2 separate regions of the Mus musculus genome follow, and region 2 is linked to region 1. The links are chromatin contacts, called in public Hi-C maps. All regions are on one chromosome and are shown on one strand. The core of a region is the stretch at or near the end of the contact, and the rest is flanking DNA. Distances in the headings are between cores, read along the strand shown. Region 1 has its middle 420 kb from the start of 5031426D15Rik. Region 2 has its middle 600 kb from the start of 5031426D15Rik.

Region 1 (7,950 bases), core at 1,536-4,035:
ACCGTAAGTCATTACAATAAATTCCTTTAATATATAGAGACATTACACAGGTTCTGTGATTCCAGAGAACCCTGACTGATACATTTACTTTGTTTGTTTCTGCTTTGGCTTACAGTTCTAAGATACATGACCTGTCATGGCAGGGAAAGCGTGGAATCAGTAGCATGGAGTGGTTTGGTTGAATTTTGTCTATAGTCAGGAAGGAGAGGGGACAGGAAGTAAGGCCAGCCCAAGAAACTCCGAACTCCACCCCTAGTGATCTATTTTGTTCAACTAGGTCTCAGGATTACTCCCAGCTCGGAACTGGATATTCTAATACAAGAGTCTATGGTGTCAGAAATTGTGATGTAGATTTCATTGGCTTGTAGTAAATAGAGGTATGAGGGCAGCCATACTCCCACTCTGATGGAGCAACTAGAGGATCTGAACTGCTATAAATGCAACAATTTACTTCCACTGGACTGTGGGACTGTCTCTGGTGCTTTGCAACTAACTAAGAAGGCAGAACCTCTTTCCTGTATCCTTGTCCTGTGTGTGTCTCTCGAATGGTACTTTATGGTTCAGCCCAAGTGAGGGAAGTTTTAAGCAGGTCTGACTTACCATTCTCATTAGTCTTAAAACCTGGGGCAAGCCTTGTGGTCTGGAGCAGCCCAGCATCTGGGAGGTGGCCTATTTATAAGCAGAACAGCCTGAAATTCTTCATCTATGAGAAGACCTTTGTGAGGAAAATGGGAACTGACAGGAACATTTGAGGCATTCTTTAATTCTCAGCACTTTGCTTTCATGGGATACATCTGTCAGGACTGTTTTCCTTTTTCTTTTTCTACCACTAGGAAGTCAAATTAGCTGTTGACTTGTGAAGTTCCAAAACTTCTGTAATGCTAACCTAAACCGTAATAATATAGACACATCTTACACTCTATAAGAAATACTGCCAGAAAGAATGTCATGGGTCATTTCTGTTCTGAAAATTCAGATGCGTTCACTTTGTGAATTTATTTTACTGGTTTAGCCCTAATATTAGGTGACAGTAATTTACATAAAAGATTTTCCCCAAGCATTCGTGTATCTGTATTGTAATCAAACTTCTGAGTGAAGACCTTCGAAAAGCAGTTACTTCCAGATTTCAGACCAGAATTTCTTTTATGTACAAAGATCAGGCCCCATATAAACACAGAAAATGCCAATGATGACTCAAAGACTTTTTTTTCTTTGAAATATATATCCTATTCTAAGCTCAGTGTTTATTTAAAGCCCCTAAATCCATGTCAGATTGTCCCTACATTGTTGTTGATGTCAAGCTTCAGTTCACCCTATATTCTTATGCTATATTATTATTTTATATTATGATGTCTCTGATTCATCCTTTCCTTACTGCTTTAGTCTGACTCCTGACAAATATTTGTCTATTTAAATTTTTTTGTGTTATTTGTTTCCTGTGCTCAGCACCTAGCAACAGATCACACACACACACATACACACACACACACACACACACACACACACACACACACACACACACACACACACACATCTATCTATCTATCTATCTATCTATCTATCTATCTATCTATCTATCTATCTATCTATCATCTATCTATCTACTGGATTGCTACTGTGTTATAGATAAGCTGCTTCTCCTGTCTATAAGAACTCTGGACAGCTCTATCTATCTATCTATCTATCTATCTATCTATCTATCTATCTATCTGATTATTTTATGATATATGTGGTGTGTATCTGTGTGTGTTTGTGTAAGTGTAAGTACAAGCATTCCATGGTGAATATATGGAGGTCAGAGACAACCTTGGATGTCAATCCTTTGTGTCTACCTTTTTCTAGATACGGTCTTATGTCTGTCTTATGCCACCAGGCTGGCCAGCCTATAAGCTTCTGAGCATTCTCTGTCTATCACCTCCCTGCTGGCTGTAGGGCACTGTGATGATGAATACTCACACTGCTTATCTGGTCTTTATGTGCATACTAGGGTTAGAAATTCAAGCCCCACCCACCCCATCCCCACTTGTAAGTGCTTTCCACAAAGCCACCTCCATAACATTAGAACTGATAATTTACATTGTCTTGTAGTTCATCTGTTTTTCTTCCCTTACAGCCTCTGTCACCCATTTGTTGATACTTAGAAGTGGCCTCCTGTTTTCCTAATAGGAAGCCATTTATCTTGTACCCATTTGTGCTGCAGTGTACCTACTTTGATGTTCATTAGAAGAAAATAAATGCTAATATTAAGTGCAAACATTAGCTTCTTTCAGATTCTATGCCTCAGCACTTAGTGCTTAATTAAAGATTTTACTGAATCTCCATTAGTGTTTTGCAGCCCAAGATAATAAGAGAGAATTTTTGCTCCCGTAGTGTTGGAGTTCAAAGAACTAAACCACTAAAGCCATAAACTAAAGAAACCCATGGGCAGACCCATGACCTGTCCAGAGTTCTTATAGACAGGAGAAGCAGCTTGTCTATAACACAGTGGCAATCCAGTAGGACAAAATGTGACCTTGTGCTATCTAGTGTTTACATAATTCCCCATATCAGTCTTTCCTATGCAGTTAACTACAAGTGTTGAAGAATGCTCACTATTTATCTTAAGGTCATTTTAGATCTAACACGGTGCCTGTAGAAAGCAAAATCCTTACTTCCATATCAGTAGTACCAGTGAGAGGAGAGAGAGAGAGACAGAGAATAAGCTGGTACATGAGAAGGGAGCAGCATAGGAGGGTGGTGAGAGGGAATGGGCTGGGTGCCACTCATTGCTTTGCAGCCACCTGGTCTCCTAGTGACACAAAGGAAATGCTATGCTTGGTTGGAATGTCCAAACAGCTGGGTGGGTTTCAGAGAGATCGTAGGTGGTTATGACATGGTTTGTTGCTTTTTCATTGGCAGTGAAAGCCAACCGTGCTGGGGAGGCCATTGTGTGCACACTGGAACCTGGCAGGCACAGGTGTAGGAGGCTGGAAAGCTGGAAGGGGAAATGCTGTTTTATGAAGACTTTCTAGCACATTAACCATATAATTCCTCCGCAGGATTACTGGTTCTCAGCAAAATGCAAGCATCTCCTGCACAATGGCTGTAGTAAGGGTAGCTTTTGGAAAACCTTCAGAACTCTTGTTGATTGAGCATCAGGGTGGCCTCTTGGAGCAGGTAAGACCACACTCCCACACTGCTGTCTTTGACTACCTTGTGAACACTTGTCAGTCTAAACTGCTTCGCCAAACTGAGCTAATTTCATAAGACAACTTGACATTAACTCTGGCTGATGTCTTCAATGCATTTGACTAAGGCATCAAGGCTTCAAATGTGAAATACGAGTTTTGGTGTCATCCTGAACTCCAGGAAAGAGTCACATGTCAAAACATCATACTTCCTATTTGAGTGGTTGAGCTGACCAAAGACAAGGTGATGGATAGCTGACAACCTTCCTGATCCACTTTCCCTCCCTCCCTCCCTCCCTCCCTCCCTCCCTCCCTCCCTCCCTCCCTCCCTCCCTCCCTCCCTCCCTCCCTCCCTTCCTCCCTCCCTCCCTTGCTTTTATTCCCTTATTCCTTCTCTCTATTCATTTCTTCCCTCTTTAAATTTCTTTAAATTATACTACTTATTCTCCCCTCTCCCAAGACCCCAAATTCTTATTGAAGGTAAACATGCTAAATTGGGTAAAAGTGTGAGCTCTGAGCTCAGACAGCTTGAGTCTGGCTGGAAGCTGCTGTCACTTCGGGCTTATCAGACCAGGTCTGCATTAGGAATACTTGTAGTGATGCCTTCTTGCAGTATGTGAAAGGGGTCTCAATGAAATATAATGGCAGGGCAAACAGTCAATAAATGTCAGATGTGATTGTGCTACTGGTCTTTGCTTCATGGGGGGGATAAGAATTAATCACTAACAGTTGTCGCCACGATTATTCCAGTAGCTTCGATGTTCATCACCAAATCAAGGCAAGGTGGAAGGTCATGGGGTCTCTCTCTAAGCATGCAGATGCCAGTGGTGTGGAGGAGATGGAGAGAGAAAGGAACTGTAAGGGTCAGGCCTGCTCAGTCAGGGTGAGTGAATATATCAGGAAGAGAGTGGGAGAAAGGAGAGAGAGGTAAGATTCTGATAGATGAGCAAGGTGTGCAAAGAACTAGAAAGGCTTCTTCTCCTTTCAGATCCCCCAAAGAGGTTGGGGTGGAGGTGGAGAACACAGTTCAGTGGAGATAAATTTTTTTCTGCCTTAAAAAAAATGATGCTGAATGTTTATTTTTTGCCATCTTCTTTCTCTAGATCTATGGAAATAATTTACAGAAGACCCTTGAGGGCAATTAAGCTCACAATTCCTTTGCTAGTAAAATGAGAAAAGCCAGCTCTCTGTAAATTCTGAATTCCACCATGGATGTTGCAGAAGCAGAACTAAAAACAGCTGCATTCTCTCTCTGCAGAGTCGACTAGAATTTGCTGCTCCCCTTGCTCCCAGCACAGAGCAATCAGTGCTCAGAAGTGCAGGGGTTTATGACGATGAATGTTTTATTTCTTAAAATAAACAGAAGCAATTTAGAAACACAGTTATGTATTTTACATTTATTTTTTATATAGTAAAAATACATTGGAAACTTCCCTACTGTCAAAAATCTCTACACGCACTTGTCAGAAATATCAAGATGACATGCAAGTATGGAATTCAGATTTAAATACTAGACTTCTGAGATGTATTCCATGAAGCTTCTGGTTGTTTGCTTTGCTCTGACCCCAGGATGCAGATTTTTCACTCTTGCTTCAGAATTTTAAGTCAGTTATGTTTAGTAGCTATGAACTCTAATACTTAAAACTATACCAAAATATGATTTTTTTTAACATTTTACTTTTGCTCCCCCTCTACTTTCCTCTCCACTCATTACTTTCCCTTCTTCCCCAATTTCCTTTCTTTTTCTTTTTTGGGTGACATGTTACTGTTATGTATTCCAGTCTAGATTTGAATTTGCCATCTTTCTGCCTCAGCCTCCAGAACACTGGAACTACATGTGTACACACGCTGTCAGCTACACCTGTAGCTGTAATAAAATGCTACCATCCAACGCAACATATGTAAGAGTTTTATTTTGACTTATGGTTGCAGAGGACTAGATGTCCATAATTGTGAAGAAGGCCTAGCTGCAGAGGCAGGAAGTGGAGAGATCTCATCTCAAGCACACACAGGAATATGAGAGAGTGAACTGGAAAGGGGGATGAGGTTAGAGATTTTCAATATCTACTCTCGTGACTCACTCTCTCCACCAATACTCAATGAACTAAGGGTTCCATAATCTCCCAAAATAGCACTGCCAACTGGGGACCAAGTGTTCACATGAATTTAGAGGAGTCATTCCTCTTGTAATTCACAACCACCATGCAGGGGTAGTTTTATTTTTTACCACCTAGGACATTCCCATTTCCTGATGGATTCCTTGCAGGATGTGACTTCTCCAGCTGATAACATGACTACACACTGTTTCCATGCCTTTACTATACATCCTTATTCTTGCCAGAGCTGTTATCTTCTCTGTCTATGTACTCTAAGATCCGTGGCTGTTCAGACATACCATTATTCCATTGATAGCCAAGCAGGAGTACCTGACATCAGTTAGAATGCTTCTCCACTTCAGAGATGCTCAAAGAGAATAAGAATGATACAATGGATACTTATACATATACTAAAATTGGAACAATACAGAGATTAGCATGGCCCCTGCACAAGGATGACATACAGATTCATAAAGCATTCTGTAATAGGGAAGAAAAGAACAACACGATGTAAACCTCAGCACTCACATGTCCTAGGAGGGGTCTAGTAAGGTGACTGATCAAAACTCAGAGTAGCTGGGGAGGTAGCTTGGTAAAGTGCTCGCCATGCAAATATAAGGACCCGAGTTCAATTTCCAGACCCTGTGCAACAGCATGGTGCATTATAGTCCCAGTGCTGACTAGGTAGAGACAGACAGGTTATTGACCTACTGGCCACCCCAATACAATCAGCAAGATTCAGGCCAAGGGAAAGAAGCATACAATCTCAGAAAAACAAGGGAACAAGATGGACAGATTGACAGCATCTTATGAATGACACCAGATGTTGACCTCTGACCTCTAGTTCTCTCTCTCTCTCTCATGTGTGAAAGAGAGAGAGAGAGAGAGGGGTTAAAAAATTGGTGATATGAACTGCTAAAACAGGAGACATGAGTAGGCACGAGTAGACATGAATCTCCTGTATATCACTGCAAATCTTTCCCACTTAGCTTGTTTACTGCCGTGACCTTGAGGAGTCCTGGATTCTCAGCAACAACTCCCCTCCTTAGAGCAAAGTAAACAGTGATAATAACAGAGTATTAGTGAGGCACAGTAGGACAGGAAGCTCAAAAGAGTTCCTTGAATTCAAGTCATTCTTTTTACTTCCTCAAGGTCATTTGATTTCTTTTTTTGTTTTAGTATCAGATTGACTCACACTTGTTTTTCTTAATTGTTAAATAAAAATACTCAACGGTCATGCATGGCCCGATGAGAATTACGTTGGAAGATAGCCAGGTTTTAAGTGAATGACCTTTAGGCTCAGCAAGGTAGACAAGGGCATGACCTCAGGGGTGAGTTACCATGGGTTTCCATGCTTTTCATAACAGCCTGACTTCATGAGTCCTCTCAGGTAGTGGATGCATTGCAAATGCAGACACAACTACGAGAGTTTGACATGATGATTATAAAATATAATTTATATATCATCATAGAGTTCATCATAACTACATATAGCCCTGGGGGAGAGGGAGTTCACTTGTACAGGACCCAGTCCTTAACAGCATCTTCATTTTTGCCTATTGATTTTTTTTTTAAATTTATCTCTGCACCATATTTGGTTCCTCTTATTTCCTTTGTCTCTTCAGATCTTTTTTCAAGTCAAATGCTACAGGCAAGGCAGCTTGGTTCTGCCTGCTATTATGCATTTACATAACCTGTTATGTAATTCCTCATTTGTCATAAATGTTAATTAGCTGTGCTTTGCGAGTCACACGGAGGTTATCCCGAGTTGGCTGATGAGGAAATTGAGGGAAAGATTGATTGGGAGCAACAATTTGAATCGCAACACATAGTGACCTCATAGCAATTCAGGACTTGGCACCCATGCTCTGTGTTCCATGGTTTGGGGCTTAAGTGACAGATCTCGCTAACTCTAATTGGTTTCTTTGAAGAAGGAACTGGGAAACATGTCACCAATGCCCTTCTTCCCTACTATTTCCAACCATATAAGAATCGCCCCTGGTGGTGATCCACAGCCTTCCTCCAGCATCTCCCCTTAGCCTCTCAATGTGTGCTGCTGTTGTGTGTAGTATATGCAGTTGTTAGTGAGGGTGTCTGTGTACATGTGTGGGCAGGTATCCATACATATGCATGTCTAGTGGAAGGCAGTAGATGTCTTTCTACGATGCCATCCATCTTCCATGTTTAGTTTCTGAGACGGGGTCTCTCAGCAAACCTAAGGCTCTTCAATTCTGCTGGACTATATGGCCAGTGGGTTTCAGAGTTGTGCCTGACTGATCGCCTCTCAGCCTCGAGGACTGAGGCACGTCCTCGGTCTTTGCTTTCACTAGGCTTTCTTGAACAGGAACGTTCCAAAAATCCCATAATCGCTGTTCTACTTGAGCTGCCTACTTTCCTGCACGTGTAAGCAGGTGTCATGTCTGCGTTGTTTCTGTATCTTCCGGTCCTCGTTCGTTACGCAGAAGCGCCTCAGAAGCTACTGCTCGCATAGAAAGGAATACTCATGTCAAGTGCTGGCTTTGCAAGCGTGAGGAAGTTAGTTCAATCCCCAGACCCTCCCAGCCCCCACCCCAAAACCCCAAAACAAAATAGAACCCTGGTGTGGCTGCAAACGCTTGTAACCCTGGCCCTTGGTACGTAGACAGCCAGATTTCTGCAGAGGGATTGTTAGTGAGTCCCAACCCCCA
Region 2 (7,950 bases), core at 1,944-4,443, 180 kb after region 1:
GTTTATTATTTTACAGACAGTGAAGCCATCAGAGAGCTCCAAAACAGTATCTTACTCTCACTCGGTAAGTGTTTCAGCTGAGACAGAAATGGAGTTCTTCGGAGTTGGCATCAGGCTCACAAGAGAAGCTGTCCAGAAAAGAGTGAGAAGTGTCTGGTGGCTGCGTGGGCGTCTGTGGTCATCCACCTAAATATAGAGCTATGGGATGTGTGTTGAAAGACAGGAAGGGATGGGGTCAGATCAGCAAGAGCTGGGGAAAGGGGTGCCTTTGAGCAATTGCAGCCATTCCAGGTGTCAGATCTCAGAGCCCTTGGTTTGGCAGCTTTTTATAGAAATGCCCGTGGAAATATAATGGTAGGCAGGGGTGACCGCAGTTCAGCATTTCAGACACACCATCCTTTCTCTCCAGTGCTGCAGGGGTTATGCTACAAATTGAAAGATCTAGCTACATGAAAAGGAGCTGACACATTGAGCCAGGAAGCCTTTTCTTGTGCAGAATGCTCTGATCTTCAAGTTAGCCAATCTGAAAGGGGCAGTTTTGACACAAATAATTCCACCATTGGCAACTGCGGGAGACTGAAAACTTAACAAAGGGATTAGAAACATGTTGAGGATTGATGAATTAAAAAAAAAATCCAAATATAAATTGGGAACAAGAGACACAGAACATCTCCAGCACTTCATGCCCTGTCAAAAAGATGTATCTTGAACAAAGGGGAAAGAGTAGTCTTAAGGTTATAGGTGCTTTAAAGACATCTTCCTTCAGCGCCATTCCATGTGAGAGTGAGCAGGCCTTCTTCATGCCAGGACATCTCATGGGACTCACCTTTGTTGTTAGTAACCTTTGCAAGCACTGAGACCTGAAGGGGATGTGTGAATGGTTGTTTACTTTCCATACGATATTCCAGGAATTCTGGCATCCAACAAACATCATTTTCCTCAAAATTGAATAAAGGAAAAGAACATTTTACAGAAAAAAAGAAAAACCTGATAGTGAGATAGGGGAAATTGTATACATGTGTTAGAGCCACAGTAGTAAGTTTATCATAAGAATAATTAAGATATTTAAGGAATCAACATGCTAATCAGTCAGAAGAGAACACTAGTGCAAAGAGGGAGGCAGGAAGTACATGCTAGATGTCCCTGTAATGGCATAGGAACCCGGTGTGACTTCCTTTGCTTTACCACCGAGAAGCAGGTTCCATTAATTTTAAAGGTTACTTATGATCACATGGCAGAGAAGAGATCTCAACAGGTGTCTGTAGGGTTTCAGCTCTGAGCTCTTTGTGACAACAGAAGACATTTGACAATGCCAATTCTGTAAGCTAATATTTATCAAACAGTTTTTGAGTGCTGGACTCGCCTGTTGAGATTTTACTTGCATCTAATGATTTTATCTGCTGTTTATGTTGTTGCTGCTTATGTTTACTTTGTTTTTGTTGTGGTTTGAATGATGAATGTTGGCCTTAGTTTCATGTATTTAAATACTTGGTATCCAGTTGCTCTTTCTGCTGCTAGTGCTGCTACTTAAGGAGGGTATGGTACTTTCAGCACTTATGGAGTGCTGAGGGAGCCTTAATGGAGGAAGTGAATCATTCAGAGTGAGCTTTGTATGTATATAGCTAAAGACAGTTTTAGTTTATTCTTTTTTATTTAAATTATTTTATTTATTTATATTCCAGTAGCTGCTCCCCTCCCTCCACCTGCCACAGTTCCTCATCTTATTCCTCCTCCCCCTTGCCTCAGAGAAGCAAGTTGCTCCCCCACTACCAGGCCTCCTCCTTCCCTGGGGCCTCAAGGCTCTCAAGGATTAAGTGACCTTCTCCCACTGAGGCCAGATCAGGTAGACCTCTGCTGTATATGTGACAGGGGCCTCAGATCAGCCCATGTATGCTGTCTGGTTTGTGACTCAGTCTCTGGGAACTCCCAGGGATCTGGGTTAGTTGAGATAGCTGATCTTCTGATTCCTTGGATATGTGTGTGTGTGTGTGTGTGTGTATGACCTTAGCTAAAATGCCCAACAATGGGGAAAGAGACCACCTCCAGTAGATAGACAGAATCTCAAATAGAGGGAAAGGGTTACTAACCCACAGTCAAAATTCCTGAACCAGAATTGCTCCTGCCTATTTGATTCTTTTTTTTTTTTTAAGACAATAGATTTATTCTGGGCATAATCTTAACATAAAGTATAGCTTCTCAAAATTCATATGCCATGGGATAAAATTTTAAGGATTTCCATTCTATGCAAACACCTAGCTTTAATCACTGAAAAGGTAAAATGAAAACTGTTTTAGTCCAGTCTATTCTGCAAAAACAATGATAAGCATTTTAAAAGTGGTCTACAAAAATACAAAAACATCCATGAATACCTGATTTTTGTAGGGTCTGCTTTTGAAAATTAGTTTTGCATTAGTGTTTAATATAGTATTTGATAAAGAAAAATGTATAATATTTGTTGTGGCTCTATTTTGAGACAGAATTTCACTATGTTTCTTTGACTGGGTTGGAACTCTAGAATTTGTGTTTTCCCTAAGCTTTTTGAAACATGGGACTATGGGGACCCAACAGAGATACAATTCTACCCATGTCATTGCTGTACCAAAGAATCCTTAGAGAAATGAAAAAACAAAAAAAATCAAAAAAAAAAAAAAAAAAACCCTCAAGGTGGATTTGCTAGAATCCTAAGAAGGGTGTCTCTCAGTGAAGCTAATTAGGAGGCAGTGGCTTTCTGTTATTCTAAGTGCAAAAGTTTGTAAGAATAGAGCTTGAGCCAAATAGGAAGCTTCGAGTTCATTGCGCAAGAGTGGTCATAAGGATCAGAGAGTTAAGACTATAGGGACAATTACTTAACTAACAGCATACTCAGCTAACATGGAGCCTTGGGTAGGATAGGTGTCTTCCTCAAATGCTGTTCCATTCCCAGCTAGGCATCTGCTTTGGTGGGAGAGCCAGTGGAGGAGAGTTCCCACCTGATGTACAAATGGGGGCAGAGTGGGCAAGGAGGAGGACATGACTTCGATCCTCTGGGCACTGTGAGCTCCTACTGCTCCCGAGAGGGGACTTCCAGCTTTCTTACTTTCCCAATAGTGACTCGCTATTCATGGACAAAAGCATGAGTCAGCATGTCTGTGTCTTGCCAGACGATTTCTGTGTTTATACATCCATATGCTGTAGTGCCTCTCTGTAACTCAGCTCATCTCTCAGCCCTCAGCCACAAGGATCCTGAACAGAGCCCTCCTCCTCTCTCTGCTCCTGAGTACAGATCCATCTTCCTCTGAGAGAGCCACGCAGCTCCAAATACAATTGATTCTAAGAGAAAATTGCCCACCTTTTAGAGTAAATAAAGTTGAGAACGGGGCTGAGCAACTTCATTTCCACTTCCTAGCAGAGCGACTGAAGGCTGAGCTTCCTTCGACTTCAATTGCTCTCCTGAGAAAGTTTTTATTTAGCTTAACAGAAGAAAGCACAGTTTCTAGACCATAGAGGAGGAAAAAAAAAAAAAAAAAAAAAAAAAAGAACATTTCAACTTTGAATTAAAATCTCTCTCTCTCTCTCTCTCTCTCTCTCTCTCTCTCTCTGTCTGTCTTCCTGTTTCTGTCTCTGCCATACTCTTTCCCTGCCTTTCCTTGTATTATTACCAATAGTCAATTATAGCATTATGAACTGTCAACATAATAGATAGAAGTGTGCCATATAAATGACAAGAGAAAAGAATAGGGACAGAACGAAAGGCTCTGAAATATCTCTCTGAAGGCACGTTTGTAAATGACAGAGGAAGCGTTCACAGAGAAGATGGCAGACAAAACCCCAGGACCCTGTGAGGTAAAGACTGCACCTTATTTTCTGTAGAAACTGATGTTTGTGCGCCAGTGAGCAAAGAGGCTAACAAAAAGACACATTGAGTAATGGCCCTCAGATGTCTGTCCTTTGTGTGGCACATGTTGGATGTTACATAAAGCGCTCCTCCCTTTGCCCTCCTACAGGCTTGATATTTCTTTCTTTCTTTTCTTTTCCCTTTTCAAGGATTAAAGGAGACCATCCTACGTGGAGCTGTCAGGCATCAGTCAATGTGGGTTGAAATTAACCACAGAGAGTGACGCCCAACTGGGTTTAATCTGAAGGGAAAACGAAGACACTGTACTCACAAGAAGTTTAAATAATAGCATCTACATTATTTATATCCCCAGGCTTTAATCCAAATAACCAATGGAACAAGAAAAATAAAAAGAATAAAAGGTTGTACACAGTGTTTTGTGCAGTATAGGTGTCTCAAACTAATGAGCCTTCTGGATCCTCGTGCGCTTCTGAATATCACCAGGGGTGATTATAGCTTGCAAAAAAATAGACCAAAAAAAGGCATGCCTTCCTATGTCTTGGGCTGTAATTAAAGCCACAAGCCATCAGAAAGCAAAGAGGCCAGCTGCAGCCTTAAAACCTTTAGCACCCTGGCATTAAAAATAGATTACAGCACAAAATATGTACCCAAAATAATACCAATAAAAAATTTGCACATTTGATTACTATAATTGATTTTTTTCCTTCTAGATATGAATAAATGACCCAGGCTAAATGCCAGTTCCTTGCAAAGAATTTCATTTAAGCTTCACTGAATTGAAAAGGCTCAACCAGACTCAACATTTCCAACTTCCTAGCAAGTAGCAGAAAATCTACCTGACAGTTGCTATGGAAACACGAACAGGAAGAGTGAACCACCAGCCTATAAATCCACAGAGAAACCTTTCTTAATTGGAAGGCCTTTAACCCACACATTTTTCTCATAGCTGCAGAGCTTATTTCTAAAGAGATTATTAAATTCCTCAATTGACTTATGAAGGATGCTTCCCACTATATTACTGTGCTTTGGGTTGCTCATTCTTTATATCTGTTTCCAAAATTACAAAGCAGACCAGGGATAATAAAAGTTAACACAGATGTTTCAACGAAAAATCCATACGATGTTCCGAAAATAACTTCAGAGGCAACTCTGAACACAAAGGAGTCCTGCATGGGTACCAAGATGGGTTGCTGCATTTTGTTTCCAAACCATATGTAAGACACTGAAGGTTTTCAATCCTGCCTGCATCTGCCATGTTACCATAAAAGAAAAATCCTGGTCACACATCGTGATGTTGAAGAAAGCTGCCTGAATTGCAGAAACGAATAAATGAGGTTATGGGATGGGCTACTTTTATACTCACTCCTGACATTTTAGAAAGTTGCTCCTTAGCAGGAATTAGCAAATGCTACTAGCATGTGACTGACCCAAAGAAGAAGCACACAAGTACCACCTAATGTCTCCATGAATTTTAATTGTACTGGCATAGTTTAGTTAATCCATTATGTGATGGAGTTTTTAATATGATATATAGGAGAGGGCAGAGTTATAAGAGAAAACATAGACTATACATACCTGATCAAATCCACACAGGTCCTCCCTGATTTTGTAAGCAGTGTCCCTCCTCCCAGTTCTATTGCTTTCAAGTTGTATCCCGGAGGGGTCCTTAGGTATCTTTATTAATGGCTTTCTTTTCCTGTTGGATTCTCTTCCTAATTACTCCATTTATGTCTTTATTTAGTTTTGTCTCATCACTAGCATTTGTTTCTGCTGTGGTGGTGCTGGAGAGGTGGCTAAGTGGGTAGGCAGGAGCCACCCGCAAGTACAAGGACCCGAGTTCAAATTAGGAAACAACAATGTAGAGATCTGAGCAGAGCAACAAAGAAATCTATAAGTCCCCTGCTCTAGGGTGTGGTCTAGCTTCTCCTGGGGTCTGTTGTCTACCAGTGTAGCTCCAGGCTAAGTGTGAGATGAGTGATAAAGACTAACACTGAAGTCCTCCTTGGACTTCCATTAGTGCAAGGGCACATGCATGTGTATATTCATCACAATTAGAGTGCACACACACACACACACACACACACACACATGACCTCTTCTGGTCTTGAAAATATAATCCAACAAAAGCTATTGATCCCATATTCTATTACTTTTCCCTGATCCCTCTTTCAAGGCTTTCTCCTGTCTGTATCTGTATAAATTTGTTCTTTAGGCCTTTGTTAGTTTATGTCTTTATCTCTTTTCCTGTTCTTGGAAGGTGACTCCCATTCTTGTCCTCACACGTGGGCTCTCTAGGTGCTGACTTCCCATCTGGTGAACACTCCTGTATTCTTTCTTATGTCTTTCCCTGTATACCATAAGACTCATTTCTGGCTTTCCTTTCTCCTCTGTCTACATTATATTTCTGTTATATCTGTTGTAAACTTTCCCCCTTATTTAATGGCTTCCATTAGCCTGTGGTACAGTAATGAGTTACAAATATTTATTGTAACCTAATTTGGAAAAGAGGGACTTAAAAATTATCTACAAGCCTAGAGAGACAGCTGAATGGTTGAGAGCATTGGTTGTTCCTCAGGAGTTCTAGACTGATTTGCAGTACCTACACACAGTGACTCATAGCTACCTCTGACTCCAGTTTTGAGGGACCTGGCACCCTCTTCTAGTCTTTTTGGAAACACACACACACACACACACACACACACACAAATCATAAAAATATATTCACATGCTATTTGAAACTTTAGGAAGAATACTTAGGGTTAAGAATATATCTACCTGTGGAGGCTTGATGCCCCAGAGAAGGGAGATGCTAGAGTGAGGTTAGAGTGAATGGGTTGGTGGGAGAAGCATCCTCTTAGAGTCAAAAGGGAGGGAGAATGGGGTGGGGGGGACATGGTGATGGGACAGGGAAAGGGAGACAGGAAAAGGGGAGGCAACATTTGAAATATAAATAAATATAATAATTAAAAAAAGAACCAGCAAAAGAAAAAAATAGAATACATCCAAGGGGCAGAGAGATGGCTCATTTGTTGGGAGCACTTGTGGCTCTTGCAGAAGTGTGTGGGTCCCCAGTACCTTCATGGTAGCTAACAACCCTCTGTAACTTCAGTACCAGGTGGTCCAATGTCCTTTTCAGGACTTTGCATGTAACAGGCATGCATGGAGTACACTTACATACATGCAGGCAAAATACAAATATTCAGAAGGTAAACATTAACACATCTTTTTAAAATGCACCCGATTCACTATCTCTCCTTACTGGGAAAGGTGGTATGTGTTTGAGACAGCTTATGGACAATCGCCGTGAACATGATCATTCTCTTCTTAAGGACTTCCTCTGCATTTGCCTACTACTTATTCCTTATGCACAGTTGAATCACCAGCTTCATAAAGAAATTCTGCTTATTAACCTTATGAGAGTGTCCAGGACTGTTAGGACATTTTACAGTTCTGTTGGATGACATGGAATTTTCAAGAAATATAATGAGGGTTATTAAAACATTAACAACATTAACAACAAAACTTGGAATTAAGAAAGTCTCATGGAAGGTTTAGGGTAAGTGCATGCTACTATAGGCTCATCAACATAGACAATATTTTCTCAGTATTCATAGTGAAATTGCTTCCTTCTGATAAACATATCTGATGTCTATTTCATTGCTGGAGCTGTGTGTTTAACACCAAAGCTTTCCACTGGTTAATGGACTCAGGTGATTGGCTTAGGATGTGCTCAGAGGCCCTCCATGGCATCTCTACTGTGAGGCAAGGCCAATCATTATTTGGACAAAAAATGTGCTAAAGCTTGCAAGTGAGGGACAAGAATCTCGAGGACAGAAATATGGGCTTGCACCCAGCTGTTGCTGTTGTGGTTGCCACTGCTGCTGCAGGAACCGCTATGCTGCATAGTTACTGCCATGAGTATCTGGGCAAAGCATAGAAGGTCAAAGTTTCTGTCTTACACAGATGAGCACATGCTGACTACACACACACACACACACACACACACACACACACACACACACACATACACATACACACACAGAGACAGAGAGACAGAGACAGAGACAGAGAGAGAGACAGAGAGACAGAGAGAGAGCGCGCGCGCTTGTGGCACA

The links. A called contact is a pair of places that touch in the nucleus more often than the background predicts.
Region 2: a contact with region 1 is called in a Hi-C map of cerebral cortex, with 2.5 times the contacts expected there. The contact joins two enhancer-like sites.

The regions. Positions count from the first base shown.
Region 1 is chr2:7,344,441-7,352,390 of GRCm38.p6, forward strand. It overlaps a transcript of Celf2 not described here and the pseudogene Gm24340. Among named protein-coding and RNA genes, the nearest start is that of 5031426D15Rik, 420 kb to the left of the region's middle. Within about 2 kb of position 2,786, at least 14 of the 459 cell types and tissues checked have an H3K27ac peak or open chromatin away from gene starts, as enhancers often do. A contact at or near this core is called in cerebral cortex, where this site is marked.
Region 2 is chr2:7,526,693-7,534,642 of GRCm38.p6, forward strand. No RefSeq gene overlaps it. Among named protein-coding and RNA genes, the nearest start is that of 5031426D15Rik, 600 kb to the left of the region's middle. Within about 2 kb of position 3,194, at least 30 of the 459 cell types and tissues checked have an H3K27ac peak or open chromatin away from gene starts, as enhancers often do. A contact at or near this core is called in cerebral cortex, where this site is marked.